7 separate regions of the Mus musculus genome follow, and all the other regions are linked to region 4. The links are chromatin contacts, called in public promoter capture Hi-C maps. All regions are on one chromosome and are shown on one strand. Each heading gives the region's core, a stretch centred on a gene start, on an enhancer-like site or on the middle of the called end of the contact. The rest is flanking DNA. Distances are from core to core; before and after follow the strand shown. Region 1 holds the start of Med20 (mediator complex subunit 20). Region 2 holds the start of Tomm6os (translocase of outer mitochondrial membrane 6, opposite strand). Region 3 holds the start of Oard1 (O-acyl-ADP-ribose deacylase 1). Region 4 holds the start of Slc35b2 (solute carrier family 35, member B2). Region 5 holds the start of Ccnd3 (cyclin D3). Region 6 holds the start of Adgrf1 (adhesion G protein-coupled receptor F1). Region 7 holds the start of Foxp4 (forkhead box P4).

Region 1 (2,878 bases), core at 367-2,866, 2.0 Mb before region 4:
CCCTTGACAGAAAAGCAAGCAGATCCATTAACGTAAATACTCTAAGCCATGCTCCTCCCATCTGCTCTCAGCCATCTACTGACCTTGGCTGCCCAGGGTAGAGGCAGCTGTGTGGTAAGTCTCACAGTCCACACAAAATGTCCCTTGTTTCTCTGCTCCAAGCATCTCCAGTTTCTTGGTGAGGAGCTCCACTGTCTGCTGGAGACTCTTGCCCTCAGCCACAGGCATCTGGGACACACTGAGAAACACAACGCCAAGTCAGCAGGGTCCAGAGACACAGAGCTTCTGGCTAAGCCACTCAATTCCCCAACAGGTAACGGATCAGCAGGGCTAGGAGTTACTTAGACATCTCTGATCCCCACCCATCAGTCCCCAAGAGTTCCTGGAACTCACTTGGTAGACCAGGCTGGCCTGGAATTCACAGAAACTTGCCTGACTCTGCCTCCCAAATGTTGGAATCAAAGGCATCAGCCCTCAGATGGATTGCCTGACTCTTCCAAAGGCCCCAGGAAAGGCCCTGTCCTGTATCAACTTACTGCAAACAGGGAAACTGAACTCTAAATGACTCTGCTGTGATCTGTCTTCATTGCTCACAGGCATTCTTTACAGTAGGGTAGAAGTATGAGATGAGGCTCCTAGTGTCAACTGTGGCAAGAGCCTTCCTTTCACAGGGCAGACCTGTGGCCCCTGGCCTCCAAGCTTCTTTAACTGGAAAGAAGCACACCACTACCAAGACTTTTAAGTGCTGAGGCCGAGTACTTTAAAATTAATACCCAGAAAAGCACGGTGCCCAAACCTTACCAACTGCCTTTTTATCAAGTGAGACTTCAAACATGTTTAAGATAAAAGTCAATCAAAACTGTCTGAAGCCCAGGCGATGGTGGCTCGCGTCCGTTTCATCCGTGCGCTTGAGAGGCAGAGAGAGGCAGGTGGATCTCTGTGAATTCGAGTCCAGCCTGTTCTACAGAGTGAGTTCCGGGCCTCCCAAGCCTACACAGTGAGACACCCAGCTCGAAAAATTGTCTCTGCCTGGTACTCCGAACTCCAAACTCCCAACCGCTCCTTTCCTCCTACCTCTGTCACTAGCCCCAACACCTTAAAATGGCCAATTCAAAGTCTGTAACTGCAAGCAAAATAGAAAAGTCACTTTCTCCTCGCGCCACTCTTATCCCTTTCTGCGAACAACTCCTAATCTAGAAACCCTATTTCTAACCTTTGGGTGCTAGTAGCGACACTACAAGGCCTCAAGGACAGGAAGAGGTACCAAGAAAAAGGTACAACTCCTGGCGGGTCCTAGGGATGCGCTGCTCCCTTTGCCAAAGGGGTGTGTCTGGGAAGAGAGAAGTCCCACGCAGTGTCCCCCATCCACACAACCGGAAGACATCTTGGTCAGCCCCCCGAGGAACCGAGAACCTCGGTCAAAATCCCTTTCCCCGGGCCATCACAGGCCCACAGACACCTTCACGACCCTATATGCTCCGTCACCACAGAAGCCCTTCAAGTCCTACCACGTCACTCCCATAGCGAAGGATCAAAAGGTGGCGCCTCCAAACCCTCGAACTCAGAGACTCCAGACCTTCACGCGAACGGCGGCCCCCTAAACACAGGAAGCAGTCGTTGATCGACCGCCGGAAATGCGCAAATACTGAGCGCCGCGGCGACACGCCCACAGGGAGCGCCATCTCTGGTACCCAGTGGTGACATTTCTAGAACGTCATCGACTCGGCTCCGCCCCCAAGGCGTCCAACGGGTTGACAGGACGCCCTAGGCTACTTTCATGAATTCTGGAAAAGGGTGACTTGGACATCCACCTTTCTAATGAGATTACCTGAGAATTTGGGGGCTCCTGCTATAGGTCCCGAAGCTCTTCCTGAGAGTAATAGATGAGGAACTTCCGGCCTCCTAACGCTGGGGGGCACTGTGATCTCTCAGTGGCCTCTTGGCGATCGGAACACACAGCGCAAGCGCAGTATCGGCTTTTTAGCCGGCTTCACACGTGTGAACCTGGTGGGCAATTTTTTCGGCCAAAATGCCCAAATTCAAGGTGACACGTGGGGCCAGCAATCGGGAGAAGCATGCACCTCTGGCCGAGCAGATCCTGGCTGGGAACGCAGTGCGCGCGGGGACCCGAGAAAAACGGCGGGGGCGTGAGGTCGAAGAGGAGGAAGAGTATGTGGGACCCCGGCTAAGCAGACGGATTTTGCAGCAAGCCAGACAACAGCAGGAGGAGCTCGAAACTGACCATGGGGCTGGTGATCGGTCAGCACCACCGCGAGAGCGCGCCACGCGGCTGGGTGAGTGACAAGGGGTGGAGTCGTGAGTTGGGCCGGTCTGACACCCCATCAGAATACTTTACCGGCGTGTTCCTCCACTTCCACTCCTGAATTCCAGAATTCAGAGTTAAGCCAACGAAAAGTGATCTCTCACACCAGTTCTAGCATTATTTTATTTTAGGTTTTTTTCGAGACAGGGTTTCTCTGTATAGCCCTGGCTGTCCTGGAACTCACTTTGTAGACCAGGCTGGCCTCGAACTCATAAAGCTGCCTGCCTCTGCCTCCCAAGTAAAGGCGGGTACCACCACCACCTGGTGGTCTAGCATTTATTTATTTATCCTCTGGGCGTTTGAAGTATTTGTGGACTGCCTGCATAATGTTTTGAGCTGTGTTAAGTTTTTAGGCAGTTTTGATACAGAAATAAGATATTCGTTCCTCCTGATAACACCGGAAGTCTAGCTCAAGGCACCCATTAAATAGAGTTACATATTCCAAGCAGGAGTGGCGAGGCTCACCTGTAATCCCAGCACTCGAGAAGCAAGGCAGAAGACCTTCTTGGCTATATAGTAAATTTCAGATTAACGAGCCCTGTCTCTCAAGAGAGA
Region 2 (3,178 bases), core at 73-2,572, 2.1 Mb before region 4:
GGCGGGGCGGGAGGCTGCACGCAACCCTGGCCCGCCTCTTGCACAAGGACTTGGGGGCTCTGAGATGGGCATTTCTGATGGGTTTGGAACAGAGGAAGAAGGACCCGATCCAAGCGTCGGCTGGAACCGTGCCTCCTCGGATGACAAGATCACCTCCCGAGCTGCGCTTCTCTCTGCAGTTCCCACTCTCACCCTGGAAACCCTGAATGGGGCATCCAAACGGCAGGATAGAGACGGCCCACAGACACCCGGGAGTCCCATAGAGGACAGCCCCTGCCCCACCTGCTCCTCTTCCTCTGAGTCGGAACCCGAAGGCTTTTTCTTTGGCCAGCGCCTTCCAGAGCCCTGGAAGACCCCCGAAAACCTGCAAGCAGATGACAGAGACATCTCCAGGAAGCACTGCACCATTTGTTAGTGGCGCGGCCTGGAGATCAGGGTGGTGGGATTGGGGTGGGGTGGGGTGGGGGGACTTATGTAGCGAGATAACAAGGCTGTGCTGTGTAAAGACCGGACACAGAAGGCAGCCAGGCACGCGGGATAATCCCATTGGTACTGCACGCTCTCTGACCTGAAAGACACTTTCTTGGGAGCATCCCACTGCCCAGCGCCTACAGGGTGAGCTAACCCCTATCCGCAGAGGCTGGGCTAGCCTCACCGTCATCACCTTGCTTAAACTAACTGGGTTGTAGAGCAGCACTGGGAACCGACCCCCGTCCCTGGGAGGCGGGGCCGCGGGGCTCCGCCTCCGATCAGGCGTCCTGGCTCTACGAACTCCTGGAGGAGGTGGGGGCGGGCCTTCTCGCTCATTTCTTACGCTGATCGGCGGAAGTGCGGAGATCGGAAGTTGCGCAATCGGCTTGCGACGACCCGGTGCGACGCTCGGTTGGTACGTGCTTAGTGCTGGTATGGCTTCCAGCGGAGTGACGGTGAGCGCCGCCGGGTCGGCCAGCGAGGCCTCAGAGGTTCCAGACAACGTGGGAGACTGGCTCCGCGGTGTCTTCCGCTTCGCCACCGATCGAAACGACTTCCGGAGGTAACCAAGCCCGGGCCGTCTCTGGTCCTCATAAACTTAAACTTGTATTTCCTTACCTGGTGAGTCTGGCATGCATCCCCAGAGGTTTTATCGCTTTGAGAACCTTGTGGTCTCGTGGTGGCAAAAGACACCCTGTCACGTGGCTTTCAAGGAATGACGCTCCGGGCTACAGCGATAGTTCAGACGCCAAGCCTGAGGATTTGGGATCCATGGGACCCGCCGATCCATGAGACCCGCAGGGTACAAGAAGAGACCAACCCCTGCGGGTTGTACTGACCTCCACACGTGCGCTGTGTCGCGTGCACGCGCACGCACATACACAAATTAAAGAACGTCATATTTTTAAAGAAATCGCCCTAACCTAGAAGGCAGGGAAGGGGTGCCAACGCATAAGCAAATTTTAGCCCCCGCAGAGTACTAAGTTGGCCTTGGCTTGTGTTAGTAGATGCGAACGTAAAATTCTCATGTGCATATTAGGAGGACATACCCCTGTATCAGGTGTCAGTCAGCACCTCCAGAAGGTGGTGCTGAGAGGAAACTTGCCATAGTATGTCATTAGCTGCATGAGACTCTCGGACTGTAGGGTTAATGAAATGTATTCTTGACCCAGGAACTTGATCCTCAATTTGGGACTCTTTGCTGCGGGAGTCTGGCTGGCCAGGAACTTGAGTGACATTGATTTGATGGCCCCTCAGCCAGGGGTGTAGCCAGGTAAGACTTCACTTTCCCCTGCCTATTTCAGGAATCCTAAAAGATGAAGACAGCAGTATGTTCTGTCAGCTAGTCACAGAAGTAGGGAAGATTCTTGGGGTAAAGCCTTGCCCTTGTGTTTCTAGGTGAGAGCAGTTCTCCTGTGTTTCCCCGTTTCTGATGCTGTTATCTGCTTACAGAGAATGGAACTCCTGTGTATTCAGACTTTCCAAAGACAGCCTACTGTCTGTGACCACAAGATCCTACCTGAGTGGCAGCTGAAGTTGACTCCCTCTCCTTGCCTGAACCCCCCCCCACTGCCCCCCCATCCCCCAGTGTCGGCTGAGATGTTGCCTCTGCACGGTTCTGTGTGCAGTTCCCAACTTTCTGCAGAAGATGGTCCTTGCCCTTGTCCTGAAGAGTAGTAATGGTTCTTGAAAAAGATTTCAAATAAAGCCTGCACATAAAAGACAGGTATTTTATTCTTTTAATAAGAAACTTATTACAAAAACAAGGTGTAAAAAGTCCGCTTACAAAAATCAAATAAACATGACTTGTATTTCACACTCAAGAGACAGGCATGAGCCCCAAACATGATCTGCAGTGGAGATGAAATGGGAATGGGACCACCCACTTCCCAGGGATGCACACGTGCCGCAAAGCTGATTCTTGAGCAGTTCCTACTGCTGAGTCTTCCTGTAGGAAGAAGGTGGTGGTTGTCGTTTTAGTTTGCCAGGTGGGTTCTCCAGGGACCAGGGAGGCATTGTTGGGATAGAGTGAGACCTGGTGGCAGGAGTGGACAGTGATGTGTGGGTGGAGACAAACGTGTCAGGGAGCACAAGGAAGCAGCTTCCTTCACAAACAAAGGTGCTCCCTACCCTGAAATTCACACTGGTGCTGCTGTCTGGTGTTCTTCCAGGCACGCAGAAACCAGCACAGAAAGACTCCTGTACCAGGGAACCAGGTGGCGGTAGAGACGGGGTCTCCATAGTTTCATGTAGTCAATTGACTGGGTATTTTAAAACTTTTTTTATGCACCAGCCGCTTTGGAACTGGTTGTGGGTCACAGCATGCGTCGGAAAGGATTAGTGTGTCTGGGTCATAGCTGCATGACTGTTACAGATGTTACTTAAAAAAGGAAAAAGACAAAGCAGCTTTCCTGGACCTGCTGGCACATAGCTCATCCAGTCAGTTCTCTGAGGCCTACCAGTATAGCTCATTGCAGAAAAGGCTTCAATTTGACCTCCAGAAAATAATTGGGGTTGGGGGAGGCATAATTAAAAGTGTTTGTTTTTTGTTCTTTTGCGGGGGGGGGGGGGGGAGGGGGAGATATCTGGTTCTTGTGCTGGTCTGTAGTCCAGGCTGGCCTCAAACTTAGCTACATAGTTGAAGATGGTCATGAACTGCTTATTTTGCTGTTTCCATGAACCGACTCTTAGGATCACAGGTACAGGT
Region 3 (3,234 bases), core at 96-2,595, 2.8 Mb before region 4:
CATTCGACAATCCTCACTGATACAATGGGCTAGAGAGTCTGTTTTGGGACATGCGAAAAGATCTCCTTTCACGTAAGTGATCTAAAACGTGCAAAGGAAAAAAAAAAAGGTTAAAAACAGAAAACTATTTCTCCTTTCAGATCTTCAACAGAGCCCCACCCCCACTGCTTCAACCCTGCTTCTCTGACACTCTGAATTAAAGACAACTCTTCCCAACTTAGGAGTTAACCACGATATTTTAAAGTATCTGTAAAAGGAAAGTGATGGATGGTTATTATCTGCCTAGGGTTGTATTAGCCTTTTCTAAGTAAATCAGCTAGAGAGAAACAAACAGGGAGGGGCGAGAATCCAATTATTGGTTTAATTAAAAAGTGTTTATGCTTTTGACCTCAATTATTCTGATTTTCACTTCACCGATAAATTTAATAGCTGTTACGCACTCGACTTCCTTCTGGATCTTCATTAAGGCGGGTGGCCATGCTACTGAGTCGCTATTTCCAGAATTTAAGAGTTCCTTCTGCTAATGAAAAGGAAAAGCAAGTAAAAAAATACCGCTCAGGCAGCCCGAACATAGCGTGTTCAGATCACCCTGACAACCCATTTAGTCTTCCCCACCTCCTTAAGGTATTCTTTCTGGATGTGAGCTCACTCAGCCTCTAAGAGGCAACACAAAACAGCTTTCCAGGAGCCGAAGCAAAGGCGGTCCTAAGACACACCTCCTTACTTCTAGCAGGGAAGGTTTAGGACAGTCCAGAATTTTCCCAGAGAATATAGCTTAGAACGGGAAAGACCTGGCCACAGTTACACTGAGCGGCAGGGTGAGCCGAGAACTGCTTCTCAGGGGAAGATCACCACCAGTCTTGGAGGTACAGGAAGGAAGGTCTGATAAGACTTCCCCGTCTCTCCTCCTACCCTAAGGAGGGCAACCCTGGGATCCCGCAGAAAAGTGGGTACTGGGGGGTCATCCTTCACCTGCAAAGGAATCGGCCGTCAGCAGGCCCTCCTCCAAGCAGGGAAGGGTTCGGGATGAAACCCTCGTAGGTAGGAAAGCAACAGAAGAGTCCCGACACGCAACAAATCCCGCCAAAGCCTTTTGATTGTACGCACACTCAAGATGGCCGCCCCCATCCCTTAACGGGGCGGAAGTGAGCCTCTCTAGCTGGGTAGCGGCGCCCGCTCTCGGTAGTAAGGGCTTCAGAATTTCCGGCGGGAAATTCCGTAGGCTCCCGCTACCGCTCAGGCATGCGTACCGAGATGCCGACCCCGACTGGAGAAGAAGAGCGCTTGCGCATTCGGCCCCAGAGGGTGGGTCCCAGTGGACGCTTAGAAATAGGTGGGCAGGGGGGCGTGTCAGCGCCTGCGTGGTATATAATTCAGGGAGGTGTTTAAGCAGCAGCGTACGGAGCGTGTGAAAGGCGCCTGCGTAGGCCTTTGGCGGGAGGCGGTGTCAAATCCAGGAAGTGGGTGTGGCCTCTGGAACGCCTGCGCGGTGCTCTTCCTAGGGGGCGGGGCCAGGCTGGCCGGGGTTATGGGGCGTGGTCTCGAAGGCGCTTGCGCGAAGGCGGTTGGAGGGAGGCCCGATTCCCCTTTGTTCAGATTCGCCATTTTGCGAGGCAGCGGCAGTGGCGGCGGCAGCGGCGGCTGGAGCCTCTGATTGGGTTTCGGGGTCCGGTACTGGAGCCAATCAGCGCGGGCAGCGAACCGGGGGAGCGAGGCACGGTGAGTATGAGGAGCCAATATCCAGCGGCCCAGAGCCGGCCCCAGCGCCCCGATTGGCGGGTCTCGCTGACCACTCAGGAGAGGCCCAGGCGTCCGTCGAGCCCGGGAGTCGAGCCGAGGCTGCCCGAGCTGGGTAGCCAGTAGCCCCGGCTCGGAGTTGGTGGAGGCCTGCAGGGGCCGTCCAGCGTTGGGACGGCGTCCTGGAGCCAGGCTTTTCGGGATCTGGATCGTCTCCGGGGGCCGGTGGCGGATGCGCCACCGGTCCCCGATCCTCGGTCCCGAGAGGTCAGGTGGCTGACCGCCCAGCCACGGACCGTGGCGGTTTCCCCACGTCGTTCCAGCCTCATCCTACGGCCTGTCCTTGTGTGTCCCCACATTCCGGGCCCCGACGAGGCCCGTGTGTCCTGAGCTCTGCACAGTTGGGGCTACAGATCCGGAGCGAGGCCAGACTGAGACGCGCGGCGCGGCCTCCCAAGACCCACCCCGGGGCCGTTGGCGCGCCTGCCGCGCCCCTCCTCTCGGCCCGCCACCGGGGCTCCCGGGCCGGCGCCGTTACCACCCCTTTCTGGCTCGTCATTTCCTCCCCGCTCAGCCCGCGGTGCCGGCACACCTCCGTGCTGGAGCCCAACCAAGCACTCTTCCTCTTTTTGCTCAGTGTCTCGGTGTTTGAAACGCCGCTGTTGCAGAACTGATAACCCTTGTGCATCCTTAATGATTGGGGGCACACATCTCGCAGTTCCTATTATCCCTGTCTCCTCCCTTGATCTTTTCTCCCTTGGATGCTCTCTGGTTTTGTTTTCCTTTAATCTCTCCACTCAATAGCTCGGCCCACTCGTGTCTCTTTTTTCTAATACACCTTGAAATCCCGCGCGAACGTTTTCTCAACTGATGTTTTAAAACTTACACGTGCTTAGATTTTCTTTCCCCCTTCGGGGGACAGGAAGTCTTCCAAGGACTGCTAGCTATTAGTCTTTGGCGGACGTCACCCAAGTGCTGCAAGCGAGTAGGGCTAGGAGCTATGTCTGCTCGGTGGAGATTGACTGGTGTTAGTGTTTCATAGGGATCTGATCCAGTACCCAGAAGTGCACTTTACATGAGGAAGCCTATTTTCAGCGCCACGCTTTTGATTGGTGATGGAGGGTGATGTCCTCAGAGAGGAAAGACTGAAAAGAGTAACTGGAACAGATAGTGCGGTTGGACGCAGAAAGGCCGGGAGTACTGAGTTTAGGCGGGAAAGTCCAGTTGGTAAAAACCTTTGCAGGTCTTACAAAGGAATTTTTTGAAAACGGTTTTGACTGGAGGTTAAAAGTTAATCTAGAGTGGATTTCTCCCCTAACCTTGGGGGTGAAGGTTGCTGACCTGAGGATTCTACCCCATAGTCTTGTATTTGGACTGGGTGTTCTAACTTTGATTGGTATTTAAAAAAAAAAAATGGATGCATATGTCCACCTCAAAACTGCCAAATGTTTTTGTGGACAAAAGGCAGTTCTCCTCAGTCACTGTGACTCAGACCTG
Region 4 (2,807 bases), core at 275-2,774:
AGCAGCTCTGGAGATATGTTTAGCCAGCAATTCCTCAAATTCACACTCAGATACAACATACAGACAGAGCAGAATATGGGCATAGGGAAAAAAAATACAACTCAGGCAGGCCTTCTTCCACACTGTAGAAGCCATTGCATGGGTGCGCGCGCGCGCGCGTGGACGTGCGCATGAACACATGCGTGTGTACAGTGAACTTTCATTTCAATACAGGTGTTGAAGGAAGCGCTGGAAGTTCACTTTCAGGACTGGGCTGTGTCCTGTAGGGACACAAACCAGACCCAAACTAACAAACCTTTGGGGTGGGCAGGGAAAATTTGGTTTAAGTCAGGGGCTGTCTGTACCCAGCTGGGGAAGAGAAGGGGAGCCTGTATTCTTACCTGGAGACCCGAGGCACAGAAGACCAGCTTCAGGACCTGCCAAGACGGGGTGGATTCCGCTGTCTCTGTCCGCGGAGCCAGGAGAACCTCATCAGGAGCCTTGGGCTCATTGCCAAACACACAGGCTTTCACCAGGGGGAAGCAGAGACCCCTGCCTGAAGAAGACACAGTCAAGGTCCACAACCTCTGCAGAGCAGCCAGCCCGATCCGGTGTCTGACTTACTGGCCTCCCTCCCGGCCCAAGTCCCGCTCTGCCAACACCTGCAACCAGACTTCCCTCATCTCCCCACCCTCTGGCCACATTACCTGTCTCCAGGTAGTTCTTCCGTCTTAAGTACTGCACCAGGAGGTAGCCAGGTACCATAAAGCTGGCATAGCCCGCTACATTCAACAAGAAGCGGAAGAGCCACAGCTGTGTCCAGGACTGCGGAGGGGCTTCGGGTGACTCTCCACCTGCTCCCAAGGAAGGGAGTGTGGCGAGTACCACTACTGCCCACCATCTGCTGGGACAGCCGAAGCAACGATTAGGTTTGCAGCTCTTCCGCCTCTCTGCCCTCCGGAGGGGACTGTACCAGGGAAGTGCCCAGTGGCCTCCCCGCCCCCTCCGCTGCAGCCCAGAGGGACGGACAAAGAGCCTCTCTCTCCCTCTCTCTCAGGGGGTCCGGCGCAGGCCAGGCAGAACCTCCTCCCTTCTCGGGGACGGCCCCGCCTGTCCAGCCACATAGGTCGCCTCTGTTCCCTTCAGCGCGCGGGCAGCTCAGGCCACAGGCAACCCCCACCCCCTTCCCTCTCCGAAGCGCCACTGTCCCTCATCCCCCTACGCGCGACAATCCCCGAAGCCCCGCGAGGAGCGTAGGCCACATGCCGCGTGCCCATCCACACGGGGCTCCCAACAGTGCCACGCGGATCTGCGGCTGGAGGACCCCCCACCCCGCCTCCGGAGCCCTGGGGTCTCGGTCACGTGGCCCCGGGGTCTCGGTCACGTGGGCCATGGCTGCCCGAGCCCCCCACCTGGCGTCCATGGCCCAGCCGCGTGGGGCGGAGGGGGGACCGGGGAATGTGAGTCCCCCGGGCCGCGCGCTCCCTCCGCTCCCTCTGCCGCCCGCTCCAGCAGCCAGCCAGTCAGCCAGCCAGCGGAAGTGCTGCGCTCTTCCCGCCTCCTCCCCGCCTCAGCCCCCTTCGCGACACTCCGGCCACAGCGACCCCACGCGGCCCGGAGGCAGACCAAGCCCGGTTCCCCTGGGGAACTCCAGTTGGGACTCCCTCCCTTTCCCAGCTTGCTTGGTCACAGCCATCAACCCAACCCAACCCAACCCACACAGAGTGATGATGACCATTGCCATCTAGTGGACTAGGATTTTGAGTATCTGAGACCCAGTACTTCCTCTTACATTACGGTTTTTTTGTTTTTTGTTTTGGTGTTTTTTTTTTTTTTTTTTCGAGACAGGGTTTCTCTGTGTAGCCCTGGATGTCCTGGAACTCACGCTGTATCCCAGGCTGGCCTCGAACTCCAGATCCTCCTGCCTCTGCCTCCTTCAGCAAATCCTACCGGCCTGCGCCACCAGAACCGGCGTTAGTTTTTAAACAATGATGTCTCTTCCTTTTTTGGCTGCATCAGTAATCATCCCCTTAGTACCTGTGATTGTGACCTTCTAGGCTCTGTATGACCTGGTGCGTCCTCCTCGCCCACTTGCCCAACCTTGTAGAGTCCTGTTGGCCTGTTTTCAGTTCCTTTAATTCATCGGAGGCCTTCCCCAATGCTGTCTTTCCCCTTGCTCATCCTAAATCGCAATTTCAACGACACCTGCTTGAAGCTTCCCAGAGGATGATCCTTCGCCCACTCCATTGTCCTCCTTCCTGCTAACGGTTTTCTTCCTTCCCAGTCACCCATTGCAACGTATAACCACATATTTAGTTGTTTATGCCTTTAATATCTGTCTCACTCACAGGATGCATTTGCTTAGTGCTTATAAGCGCTAAGCATCGGAAAGTATGTTGATTTATTTCTTCTCCTTCTTCGTGCATGACCTAGCAGGGCCCTCAGTGTGTGGAGTCTAAGGGGGTTGGGTGGGGGAGGAAAGTTGCAACTCTCTTGTGATCAATGTCCTCAAACTTCTCCAGGGACACGTGTGTGTCTCCATATTCTTCCTCCTCACTCTCCAGCCCTGGGCATTTCCACATGAAGGAGATGTGCCTGTGGTGGCAGGAACCACTTAGGTCTCCTACCATACCCAGCAAGGCCCTGTGCTTGCTCAGGGCTTGTTTCCTTCTCTCTGCCTTTACCCGAGAGTCAGGCCTGCCTATGCATACAACTGTAGAAGGGAAACGTTGTTGTTGTTGTTTTTTTTAAAGCCCCTCTCTTCCATTTTAGTGTCATATTAGAATAACTGCAAAGGTTCAGTTGGGAGCCTTATGTTTGAAGTCTTT
Region 5 (3,200 bases), core at 620-3,119, 2.0 Mb before region 4:
CTCCCCCACGTGAAGCACATTCCACTCCGGTGGGGGTGTGCAGACATGCCCTGCTGCTGCCAATAAATAACTCACGGTGGCTGTGTAAACCCAGAGGCAAAGTACTGGTGTATAGACCCGCAATTGGACTTGTTGCTATTGGGGGGGGGGGGGGCGAGTTAGGAGTGGAACCCCACTGCGGCCAGAGGAAAGGGATTCATTTAGTTTTAAGCTTGCAACCGAAGCACCACGACCACACTACAAGGCCTTTGTCCCAAAATACCAGCCAGGGGCGAAGGGAGGGTTGGTGGGTGAGGGAGTGAGCTTGGCTTTTCTTTTACTAGTACATAGGGCGATCGTATGTTTGGTGGAGGGGCGGGGGGGGGGGGGGAGGATTCCGCACGCACCCGCAACTGCCATGGAGCCACAGCCTGGTCCGTATAGATGCAAAGCTTCTCAATAGTCAGGGGCGTGGTTTCGCGCAGCTTGGAGGCCAGCAACAGGCAGACGGTACCTAGAAGCTGCAATTGCGCCTTTCGGGTGGGGACGCAGGACAGGTAGCGATCCAGGTAGTTCATAGCCAGAGGGAAGACATCCTCCTCGCAGCGCTGCTCCTCACACACCTGAGGGAGGGCGCACGAGTCATTGCTAGGGAAGGACCAAGTGAAACACGGCAGCGTGGAGAAGTGGGGGTGGGGGGTGGAGGGAGAGTGGAATGCGAAGCAAAAAATAAACCGAGAAGGGATAAACTTAGAGCGACAAGTATCAATAACCGAGGAGGATGTGCCCTCCCCAAGGTGACCCCCCCACTTCCTCTGCATGGTCTCTTCCCCACCCCGGAGTAGGGGGTGTAAAAGAGAAGCCCATGCTCACGAAGGATTCCAGACTCCCCTCCCCCACGGCGAGCGGAAGGGGGACGGAAGGGTCACCTAGAGAGAATTGGGACCTTACCCTCATTACCGCCACCCACTGCACACACACTCCCAGGGGGAAGGGAGGGAACTCCTGCCGCGGTCTCCCGCACTTTTCATTTCCCTGTGGACCGGAACCGAGCCTGCGCCACCCCCACCCACCAGTTTCCCCCGCCAGAACCCCGCGATAGACACAGGAACCAGTTCTGGGGCTAAGGCGGCCGAGGCCAGGGTTTTCCAAACGCGCCCTCCAGAGAGCACCGGGTGAAGAAGGAAGCAGGAGACACCGAGGAAAGCCACTGGGGAAAGAGTGGCCCTTAGCCCGCTTTCCCGACCCAAAGTGAAGTTTAGTTACAGTGCCAAGTGACTGGAAATCACAGAAGAAGCCGATCAGGATTGGGGAAAGGAAAGGGACAGAACGCAGGCAGCTGCTTAGGGCGCCTGTGTGAAAAGGCCAGGCCCCAGTAGTCTGGGCCGCCAAAGCATCTTGCAGATTGTGGTCGGGATCGCAAAGATCCGACAGGGAAAGTTCAATTTGTCCCAGAGCCGGGGGTGGGGGTGGGGTGAGGAGAGGGGACCCGTTCGGGCCTTACCTCCAGCATCCAGTATGCCAGCATCTTCCGCATGTGCGGCTTGATCTCCTTTTGCACGCACTGGAAGTAGGAGGCTCGCGGCACGTAGCGCTCCTCCAGGCGGAGTAAACTCTGCAGGACACGCTGGTCCCCAAGCAGCCGCGGGTCGGGCCCGGCCCGGGGCGCGTGCCGGGTGCCCTCGCAACACAGCAGCTCCATCCTGCGATGGCTCACGGGTGAGAGCAAGAGTGCGGGTTAGCGAGTCCTAGGAGAAGCGACGCGCGTGAGGGAGAGCGCGGGGTGCGGGCGGGTCTGGCGCTGGCGCTGGCACTGTGCGGAGAAGCCCCAGCCCGCCCGCCACCCGCGCGCACCGCTTCCCTGACAGGCGCCCCGCCCCTCGCGACGATGTAGCAACCGTGGAATGCTCCTACGTCACAACGTTCTAAGGGGCGGGGCCGCAGTCGGAAAGGGCTGGCGGGCGCTATACCCTCCCTCCCTCCCCGCAGCCCCATTGGTCCGCTGGGCTCCGGCCCGCACGCTTCCGGGCCCTCGGGTCCCTTCTGACCAAGAGGGTAGAGAGAACTTTCTGGAAGGGTGCCCTCTTCCCCATCAATGGGCCCCGTCGCGATTCTAGCCACCCAGGAAAGAACTAGGCGCCAAAAGTTATTCCTTCGTGTATACGTCATATTTCATTGCTCTAGGGAATGTGGTCATAACTTTGTACATAGTTGGGTCACTCCTACCCTAAAGTGGCTTCTAGGAATGGCCTCGAGTTGGGCTTTATTTTGCAGACCATGATACTGAGGCACAATAGTAGCTGCAAAGATCTCATTGTTGGTCCGTCGGGAAACTTGACTTAGAATCTCGTCTACTTTAACGAATTGCGCAGATCTGCAGCAGCATCTGGGAGCATGTAGTTTCTGTCCGATTCAATGGCTCAGAGGGTAAACTATCCTGGCATCAAGTCTGGCAACCTGAGTGTGATCCCTGGGACCCACATGATGGAAGAGAAGAGAGCAACTCCCATAAGCTGTCCTCTGACTTCTACACCAAGGCTGTATGTAGCATGTGCGCACACACCTTCATGCACATACACAACGAAAATAAAAAGCAAAAGAAGAAATGCAGTTTCTCAGGTCTGCTGAATGGGACACTGCGTTGCACCAACGGAGGTGTGAGCAGTGTTGGTCAAAATCAGCATATAAAAAGCCATTTGGTGCTGGCTGTGGTGGAGCAAGCCAGTAATCTCAGACCCAGGGAAGTGTTGGCTTAACACCAGGATCCACTATCCACTATACAGACAATTCAAGGCCTGCCTAGAGTCTCTCTCTCTCTCTCTCTCTCTCTCTCCACACACACACACACACACACACACACACACACACACACACACACGGTGGCAGGGGGTGGGCTGCAGATATATCTCAGGTGGTAGAGCTCTTGCTTAGCATGCTCAGAGCCCAGGGCTCAATCCCCAGCACTGCAGAACCCAGAAACGATCAGAAGATTAAGGTCACTGTCTGCTTCCTAATGAGTTCAGGAGCAGCCTGGGCTATATAAGATTTTATCACAAAACCAAGCAAACCAAATGATAATAGCCCATGGAGAATTCCAGGCCAGCCAGACCCATGTCAGATGACTCAAATAACAAGGAAGGAAGGAAGGAAGGAAGGAAGGAAGGAAGGAAGGAAGACAGGCATGACAGAGCACCCCTTTAATCCCAGCACTTTGAAGACAG
Region 6 (3,169 bases), core at 460-2,959, 2.3 Mb after region 4:
ATTAGAGAGAATTTAACCCAAGGCTCTACCAGCTTAACAATCTTGATTGATTATAGAAGGTTGTTGTATATATGTTTGCTGTTTTCTATAATCTCTGTGTCTGACGGTCTGTCTGTCTCTCTGTCTGTCTGTCTGTCTCTCTCTCTCTGTGCGTGTATGTGTGTGTGTGTAAGGAAATGGATGTGGTGCATATATGTGAGTGTGTCTCTGTGTGTGTGTGTGTGTATGTGAGTGTGTGTCTGTACTGACTCTATTCCAAGTACCACATAAATATAAGTTTATCTTAATAGAAATTGCCATGGAAAAGCCAAGGTCACTTCTCTAAATCCCCTCCCACCTTGACCTGTCTATTCATAATTGTTATTATTATTACCATCATCATCGTCGTCGTCTTCATCGTCAATCATGTGTTTTTGCCTGCACATGTATGATGCAAGGGGCATGAGAATGCCATGTAGATGTGTGGAGGTCAGAGGACAACTTTATAGAGGAATCCAACTCCCACCATATACCTGAGCGATCTCACTTTATCTGCTGAGCCTCTCAGCCAGTGCCTTGACCTTCTGTTTATTTTTCCTTCGGTACCTTTCTACCCTTTTGTCTCTGACGTGAGGGATGAGACAAAGGGTCAGGTTCACATAAGTGCATCCCTTACTGCTGTGGTTAAGACCGGCTCGGATCTCACATAGCTCAGGCTGGCTTCAAACTCTTTGTAAAGCTGAGACTGCCCTTGAACATCTGATCCTTCCACCTCTACCCTGCAAGGGCTGGAATTCCAGGCTGTGGCACCATGCTCAGATGTAAGTGAAGATTTTTATGGAAAATAAAACCGTGACCTTTTCTAGGCCTGTGGGGTCATCTTATATTTCCTCGGGGAAGAAATAAGGGGCAACCACTGTAAAGGACAATGGCTTTTCTGAGAGTCACGAAGGGTGTTCAGTCGGGAGAAAACCTTCAGATTTATACTGGTCCGTGCAAGGTTCCAATAGACACATTCAATAGACCGCAGTGGAAATAAATTTACTTGTCTCAGACACTTAAGGTGGCACAAATTTGTGATCCCAGAACTTGGCAGAGGAGGCAGGAGGATAAGGGATTCAAAGTCAAAGCCAGCCTGGGTTACACCAGTTTGGGGCCAGCCTGCACTACATGAGACCTGTCTGGACCAAAACAACCTAATAAATAAAATCCATTTTATCTTCTCAAGCATGCACTTGAGAAACAAACAAACAAACAGCAGTTATTTTTAACAGGCTCCCTGGAGGAAGCTGTCATATGTTAGGGAGTCGAACTTCTCAGGTCCGTAGCAGTGGCCTGCCCTGTCCTGGGGAGAACCCTTGTCTTGCAGGGGGGAAAAAAAAATCTAGCATTGACATGGAGAAAAATCTCAAGTTCCACAGTTGGGGAGAAACAGAGCCCTGTTGTTTCTAACAGTTGCTTCAACGACTCCCTTCCTTGTTTATCTTTTCAGGAAATGAGATGTTGAAATCAGAATATTCCCCGTAGAGTAAAACACAGCTTAACCAACAGCGCTTGGGTCCTCAGGAATCACACAACAGCTGTTAGCTTACCTGGGACTCTGGACTTCACAGCACAGCTGAGCCTTTCTCCAATGTTCCCCAGCCACTGACACCGTTGGGAGATGCCAAGGGACGCTGGTGACCCAGGACAGGACTGGCAGCCACAGGTCCACTGATGTATCTATCACCAGCTCAGGCCAGGTTGCTGCCTCTGCTGAAAAACACTGGGACACACCCCCTGCAGAGGGAAAGCCAACAGACTTTCCTGCACTCCCTCCCGCCCACTCAGAACCAACATCAGAGCTTGTAAAACAGGCAGTCCAGAGACCAAAGACTTCCCGTTTCTGCCACCAGAGATGTGAGGCTGAGATTGACTACAAAGGGGACAAATATGCTCTTGGGCATGCAGATCAGGACCCTACAAAACATATTCCCTTAGGTGCTCCTGTCCAACCTTTCTGGACATTTTGGGGAGTCACACCCCATAAAGTTGAAGAAATGCATCCCTCCCTGCGGAAGTTCTGAGGAGAAGCAGGTGAGTTCTGTGGGAGGGTAGATAAGATCTCTTCTTTTCCAAAGGTCTTACTCAAAGCTGAAGCATCACCATACAGCTCGCCTGAGTACAGGGCCCACAGACCTCCTCATGGAAAAAAACCGTGGAGCGGACAGCAGCTAACAGGACAGCCGGGACGGGCTGAAGGTGAATGCCTTTTAATAACGATCACGTTCTATCTAAGGTTTCATCCAGCTTAGAAACTGAAGGGTGACCTCTCAATGATGACCAAGCTGACTCGTGAATTGCTTTGTGGTCAACATAACTCTCAACGTGAACAGCCTCATCTAAATTACACAGGGGGCAAAAATGTGCTATTTCTCAAAGAGGAAAATGTCCCTGAATTCAGTGAACGTCCTCGTTTTATTTTGCTTCCTTTAAGTATGCAGAGTCTACAAATGGTTCGAGGTGGTTTTACAGTACAAATTCGAGAATAGCATAGTGTTGGGTAAAAATAAAGAGCCAGGAATGTTAGCTGGGTAGGGTAGCTAATGCCTATAATCTCAGCATATGAGATGCTGAGGCAGGAGGATTGCTTTGAGTTCAAGGCCATCTGAAGCCCTAGGCTACAAGCCAGCCTGGACAGAGTGAGAATCCACCCACATATACATACATACATACATACATACATACATACATACATACATACATACACATATATACATAGATACATATATTCATACATACACACATACACGTGTGTGTGTGTGTGTGTGTGTGTGTGTGTGTGTGTGTGTGTGTACTGCCTCTGTACTGGTTCTGTTCCCAATACCACACAAACCATGGTTGTGAGCATCTGTAATCCTCACACTTAGGCAGTAGAGGCAGGAGGGTCAGAAGTTGAAGGTCCTCCTCCTTGGGTATATGATGAGTTCCAGGTTTTCCTGTGCTATACAGGAAGATCTTACCACAAAAATAAATGAATAGATAAATAGACATACAGACAAATAAACAAGGGAACGCTTAAAAGGTAATGTCAAAACCGTGCAAATGATAATCGGAGTGATTATTATGTTTTACCAACTCAAAACTTCATGCTCGGCCCAGAACTCCCTAAGATCCGTGAACAGAAGGGAAAGGCTTATCTACTGGGGTG
Region 7 (2,856 bases), core at 119-2,618, 2.4 Mb before region 4:
CTTGCGCAAACAGAGATGCTTCAGAGCTGGGTTGTAACTACCACCTTTCAGCTCCTGGCCCACGGAAAAGGGGCAGAATAGGTGAGCAGAAATTGCTTAAGCTGTTATCTCAGAAACCCGTTTTTGTTGTTGTTGTTGTGTTTTTTTTTTTTTTAAGAGTTTTCTCCAAAATATGTTATCCCCAGGAAACCAGGCCCAGTCCTTACCCAGTTCATCCTCCATGGGGTCTGCCTGCCCTTGGTCACCTGCCTCAAGGTAACCCGAAGCCAACAGGGTCTCCCAGAGTCACTGCCTTCCTGTGCTCAACCCATAACTTCTCTGGGCAGGGTGGGCCAAACACGGAGGGTCCCTGAGGCGTGCCCCTCACCTCTTCACACACCCGAAAGGGAAGATGTTTGGGTAGAGAGTGGGAGGATTTTTTTTCTCTCTCTCTCAGTTCTCCACCAGTCTGAGCCTGGCTCCTGCTACCCAATTTAGTCCTCCCCCTCGGAACCTGGGCCTTTCCGTGCCCGGACTTCCCCCTCCCAACCCAAACACACACCAGCGTCCCCAACCCCACCCCCACCCCCATCCTCACGGTCCCCCTGGGCACAAGCGGTATTCAGGGACGCCAAGTTTTGTTTACAATCTAATTTGTTCAGATAATTGCCTCGACTTTGCTCTGTGCTTGGCCCGCGTGGATCCAGCCTGAAGCCCTTTCTCCATCGGTTCTCACAGCACTTTATAGGAAATTCCCCTTTGCAGACCGAGGCGGCAGCGCGTGCGCGCCGGGATGGGAGAAAAGACTGTTCACAAAGCCCAGAAAGAGCCTCCCCAGCCCCAGCCCCCACACAGTGGGGAGTCAGAGGGAGGCGCGGCAGGGCCCGCGCTGGACGTCGGCTTCGGACTGGGGGGGGGGGGGTCCTGACCACTCCCCGCGCCAGGCGCAGCCCGCCCGAAACCAGTGAACCGTGTGCCAGCAGGACTTGGCCGTACCTCCAGGTTCCAGGAAAAGGCCAGAGTTAATAAAGCCTCCCATCGGATGGGTCCCCAGTCCACTGTGAAACTCTACGGCCTATCGACTTTGGCAGATCGGTAGCCCCACGTCCCCATTTTTTCCTTCCCCAAAGTTTGGTCCACGTGGTCCTCTTCGGCTTGCCGCTGGCCGCCTCTCAGGGGGAAAAGTGGCTGCACCTGCTTTAGGCGAATTATGGTAGCACTAGAAGTTAGTCTCCCCTCCCTCCGCCGCTCGCTCGTTCGCTCCCTCCTCCCTGTCGCTCGGCGCGCTCCCTCCTTCCCTCCACCCCTCCGGTCCCCCCGCCCGGTGTGCCCCGCCCGCGCGCCGATCGCTCGCAGCCACTCGCAGCCGGGGCTCAGTCGCAGCCCCTCGGAGTCCGGAGCCGGTCGCCCCTACGGACCGGACAGTGCCACCAGCTGCCGGGACGGAGCCCCCCAACACGCGATCAGGGCGCGGCGCAGGCGGCCGCGGCGCGGCGGGGAGGAGCCCGGGCCGGAACCAGGGCTGGGCCGGGGGCGGGGACGCCGGGGTCCCGGAGCCCCGGAGCCGGAGCGAGCTCAGGAGCGTCGCCGGAGCCCGGGGAAGGACGATCGGAAGCTGGAGAGAGCCAAGCCATCCTCCAAAGTGCGATGCCCCCAAGGGGCTAAGGCGCGCGGCGATCGGCGCTAGAAAGATCGCTTCGGAGCGCAGGGGCAGCCCCGGCGAGTGGCGGCGGGCCCGGGCTGCGACCCGAGCGAGCCCCATGCCCCGTGCGGGCTGACGGGCCGGAGCCCGCACTGAGCGGCCGGGCCGGACAGGTAGGTGGCCGATTCAGGGACCCCAGGGATCCGGGTGGGGGCTGGGCCGGGGACTCGTCCAACTCCCTAGCTCGCTCACTCTCTCGCCTGCTCCCCGGCTCACTTTGTGTTTGCAAACTGCCCGCCCGAGGCGCGTCGGCCGCCGGAGGAGCCCGGCCCCGGGCCGGAGCACTTTGTTCCAGCTGGGCCGGCCGCGGAGCACTGACCCTGGTGAGTTGAGAGACCCTGCCCCCGGCCCGGGCCCCCAGCCGATCGGAGCTGTCTGGGGAACAGGTGGGGGCTGAGGCGCGGGGCTGGGGGGCAGCGGGAAGCTGGCCGGGGCGGAGGGGGGGCGGCTTGGAGAAGCCACTGAGGCCCGCCCTGCCCCAAGAATCTGGGCTCCGCCCCCTCCTGGCCTCGCTGCTGGGAATGGGGTGTTAGGGGGCGCGACCCCCCCTCCCGGAGTGAGACAAAGAATACTTCCCGGCCCGGACTTTCCTGAGCCGGGAAGGGAAGTGGTGAACTGGGATCCCCCCAAGTCCAGTCTGCACGGGACTCCCCAGGACAAACAGAAAGACTTGAGTCTGTGTGTGTGTGTTGGTGTGTGTGTTGGGGGGGGCAACAATCTCAAACACCTCATCGCCTTGGTTTGTGGAGGTCACACTTCGAAAGTGCTGAGACTAGTCAACCTCCCCCCCCACTCCCGCATCTCTTAATCAGATCTGAGATAAAGCGGAAAACTTCTTGGGGACTTGAGAGAGACTGGTAATGGCCCCTGTGATTTATTTATTTATTTATTTATTTATTTATTTACGTGCGCCGGAGCTGATCGGTGGGGAACTAATCTAGTGGATACCCTCCTCATTCGGACAGAGCTCCTGCGGGGTAGTGTGAGGTTTGAGAGTGAGGGAATAAGGTAACGGAGAGTGGGCCCAAGGCCACCAGAGATGAAGCTGCCGGAGTGAGCAGTGGAGTCCATTCCCCCAGACTGAAGACTCTGGTGACTCGTGAGACAGTCTCCCCAGCGTCCCTCTGGCCCGCGGCCATCCTCCGCGGCGCTCAAATCTTGCACTTTGCTTCTCC

The links. Promoter capture Hi-C pulls out the DNA fragments that hold promoters and counts their contacts. Capture Hi-C pulls out chosen DNA fragments and counts their contacts.
Region 1: a contact with region 4 is called in a promoter capture Hi-C map of liver, with 2.9 times the contacts expected there. The contact joins the promoter of Med20 here to the promoter of Slc35b2 in region 4. A contact is called at or near these places in 2 of 39 promoter capture datasets (embryonic stem cells and liver), 3 of 115 datasets of contacts at active chromatin or transcription factors (astrocytes, bone marrow-derived macrophages and large pre-B cells) and 1 of 9 other capture datasets (liver).
Region 2: a promoter capture Hi-C map of liver shows a contact between it and region 4, with 4 times the contacts expected there. The contact joins the promoter of Tomm6os here to the promoter of Slc35b2 in region 4. A contact is called at or near these places in 5 of 39 promoter capture datasets (hematopoietic stem and progenitor cells, liver, neutrophils and 1 more), 1 of 484 Hi-C or Micro-C datasets (B cells), 2 of 115 datasets of contacts at active chromatin or transcription factors (astrocytes and large pre-B cells) and 2 of 9 other capture datasets (adipose tissue and liver).
Region 3: a contact with region 4 is called in a promoter capture Hi-C map of liver, with 10 times the contacts expected there. The contact joins the promoter of Oard1 here to the promoter of Slc35b2 in region 4. A contact is called at or near these places in 2 of 39 promoter capture datasets (liver and pre-B cells) and 3 of 484 Hi-C or Micro-C datasets (B cells, CD4 T cells and regulatory T cells).
Region 5: a contact with region 4 is called in a promoter capture Hi-C map of liver, with 3 times the contacts expected there. The contact joins the promoter of Ccnd3 here to the promoter of Slc35b2 in region 4. A contact is called at or near these places in 4 of 39 promoter capture datasets (the C10 cell line, liver and pre-B cells), 1 of 484 Hi-C or Micro-C datasets (CD8 T cells) and 2 of 115 datasets of contacts at active chromatin or transcription factors (astrocytes and large pre-B cells).
Region 6: a contact with region 4 is called in a promoter capture Hi-C map of liver, with 2.5 times the contacts expected there. The contact joins the promoter of Adgrf1 here to the promoter of Slc35b2 in region 4. A contact is called at or near these places in 1 of 39 promoter capture datasets (liver) and 1 of 115 datasets of contacts at active chromatin or transcription factors (pro-B cells).
Region 7: a contact with region 4 is called in a promoter capture Hi-C map of liver, with 2.4 times the contacts expected there. The contact joins the promoter of Foxp4 here to the promoter of Slc35b2 in region 4.

Annotation. Positions count from the first base shown.
Region 1 is chr17:47,610,323-47,613,200 of GRCm38.p6, reverse strand. Med20 (mediator complex subunit 20) reads right to left here and starts at 1,616. Exons shown (of 4, transcript NM_020048.4): 1 at 1,509-1,616; 2 at 84-238. The coding sequence starts at 1,522. Bysl (bystin-like) reads left to right here and starts at 1,709. Exons shown (of 7, transcript NM_016859.3): 1 at 1,709-2,294. The coding sequence starts at 2,030. It overlaps Gm20517 (predicted gene 20517), which reads right to left and starts at 1,616. Exons shown (of 9, transcript NR_157366.1): 1 at 1,509-1,616; 2 at 84-238.
Region 2 is chr17:47,685,754-47,688,931 of GRCm38.p6, reverse strand. Tomm6os (translocase of outer mitochondrial membrane 6, opposite strand) reads right to left here and starts at 1,322. Exons shown (of 3, transcript NR_045945.1): 1 at 815-1,322; 2 at 283-364; 3 at 1-202. It overlaps Gm20517 (predicted gene 20517), which reads right to left. Exons shown (of 9, transcript NR_157366.1): 9 at 2,193-3,178. Usp49 (ubiquitin specific peptidase 49) reads right to left here. Exons shown (of 7, transcript NM_198421.2): 7 at 2,193-3,178. Tomm6 (translocase of outer mitochondrial membrane 6) reads left to right here and starts at 546. Exons shown (of 3, transcript NM_025365.3): 1 at 546-1,033; 2 at 1,644-1,744; 3 at 1,924-2,287. The coding sequence starts at 906. The coding sequence ends at 1,740. It also overlaps Prickle4 and a transcript of Frs3 not described here.
Region 3 is chr17:48,408,111-48,411,344 of GRCm38.p6, reverse strand. It overlaps Oard1 (O-acyl-ADP-ribose deacylase 1), which reads right to left and starts at 1,345. Exons shown (of 6, transcript NM_001289490.1): 1 at 973-1,345; 2 at 441-517; 3 at 1-81. The coding sequence starts at 479. Nfya (nuclear transcription factor-Y alpha) reads left to right here and starts at 1,525. Exons shown (of 10, transcript NM_001110832.1): 1 at 1,525-1,719.
Region 4 is chr17:45,562,653-45,565,459 of GRCm38.p6, reverse strand. It overlaps Slc35b2 (solute carrier family 35, member B2), which reads right to left and starts at 1,524. Exons shown (of 4, transcript NM_001357105.1): 1 at 1,392-1,524; 2 at 687-880; 3 at 381-535. The coding sequence starts at 1,402. Nfkbie (nuclear factor of kappa light polypeptide gene enhancer in B cells inhibitor, epsilon) reads right to left here. Exons shown (of 6, transcript NM_008690.4): 6 at 2,291-2,807.
Region 5 is chr17:47,592,136-47,595,335 of GRCm38.p6, reverse strand. Ccnd3 (cyclin D3) reads right to left here and starts at 1,869. Exons shown (of 5, transcript NM_007632.2): 1 at 1,484-1,869; 2 at 387-602. The coding sequence starts at 1,681.
Region 6 is chr17:43,268,887-43,272,055 of GRCm38.p6, reverse strand. It overlaps Adgrf1 (adhesion G protein-coupled receptor F1), which reads right to left and starts at 1,709. Exons shown (of 16, transcript NM_133776.2): 1 at 1,572-1,709.
Region 7 is chr17:47,923,144-47,925,999 of GRCm38.p6, reverse strand. It overlaps Foxp4 (forkhead box P4), which reads left to right and starts at 1,368. Exons shown (of 17, transcript NM_001110825.1): 1 at 1,368-1,794. Gm46601 (a long non-coding RNA gene) reads left to right here. Exons shown (of 3, transcript XR_003952247.1): 2 at 1-81; 3 at 186-526.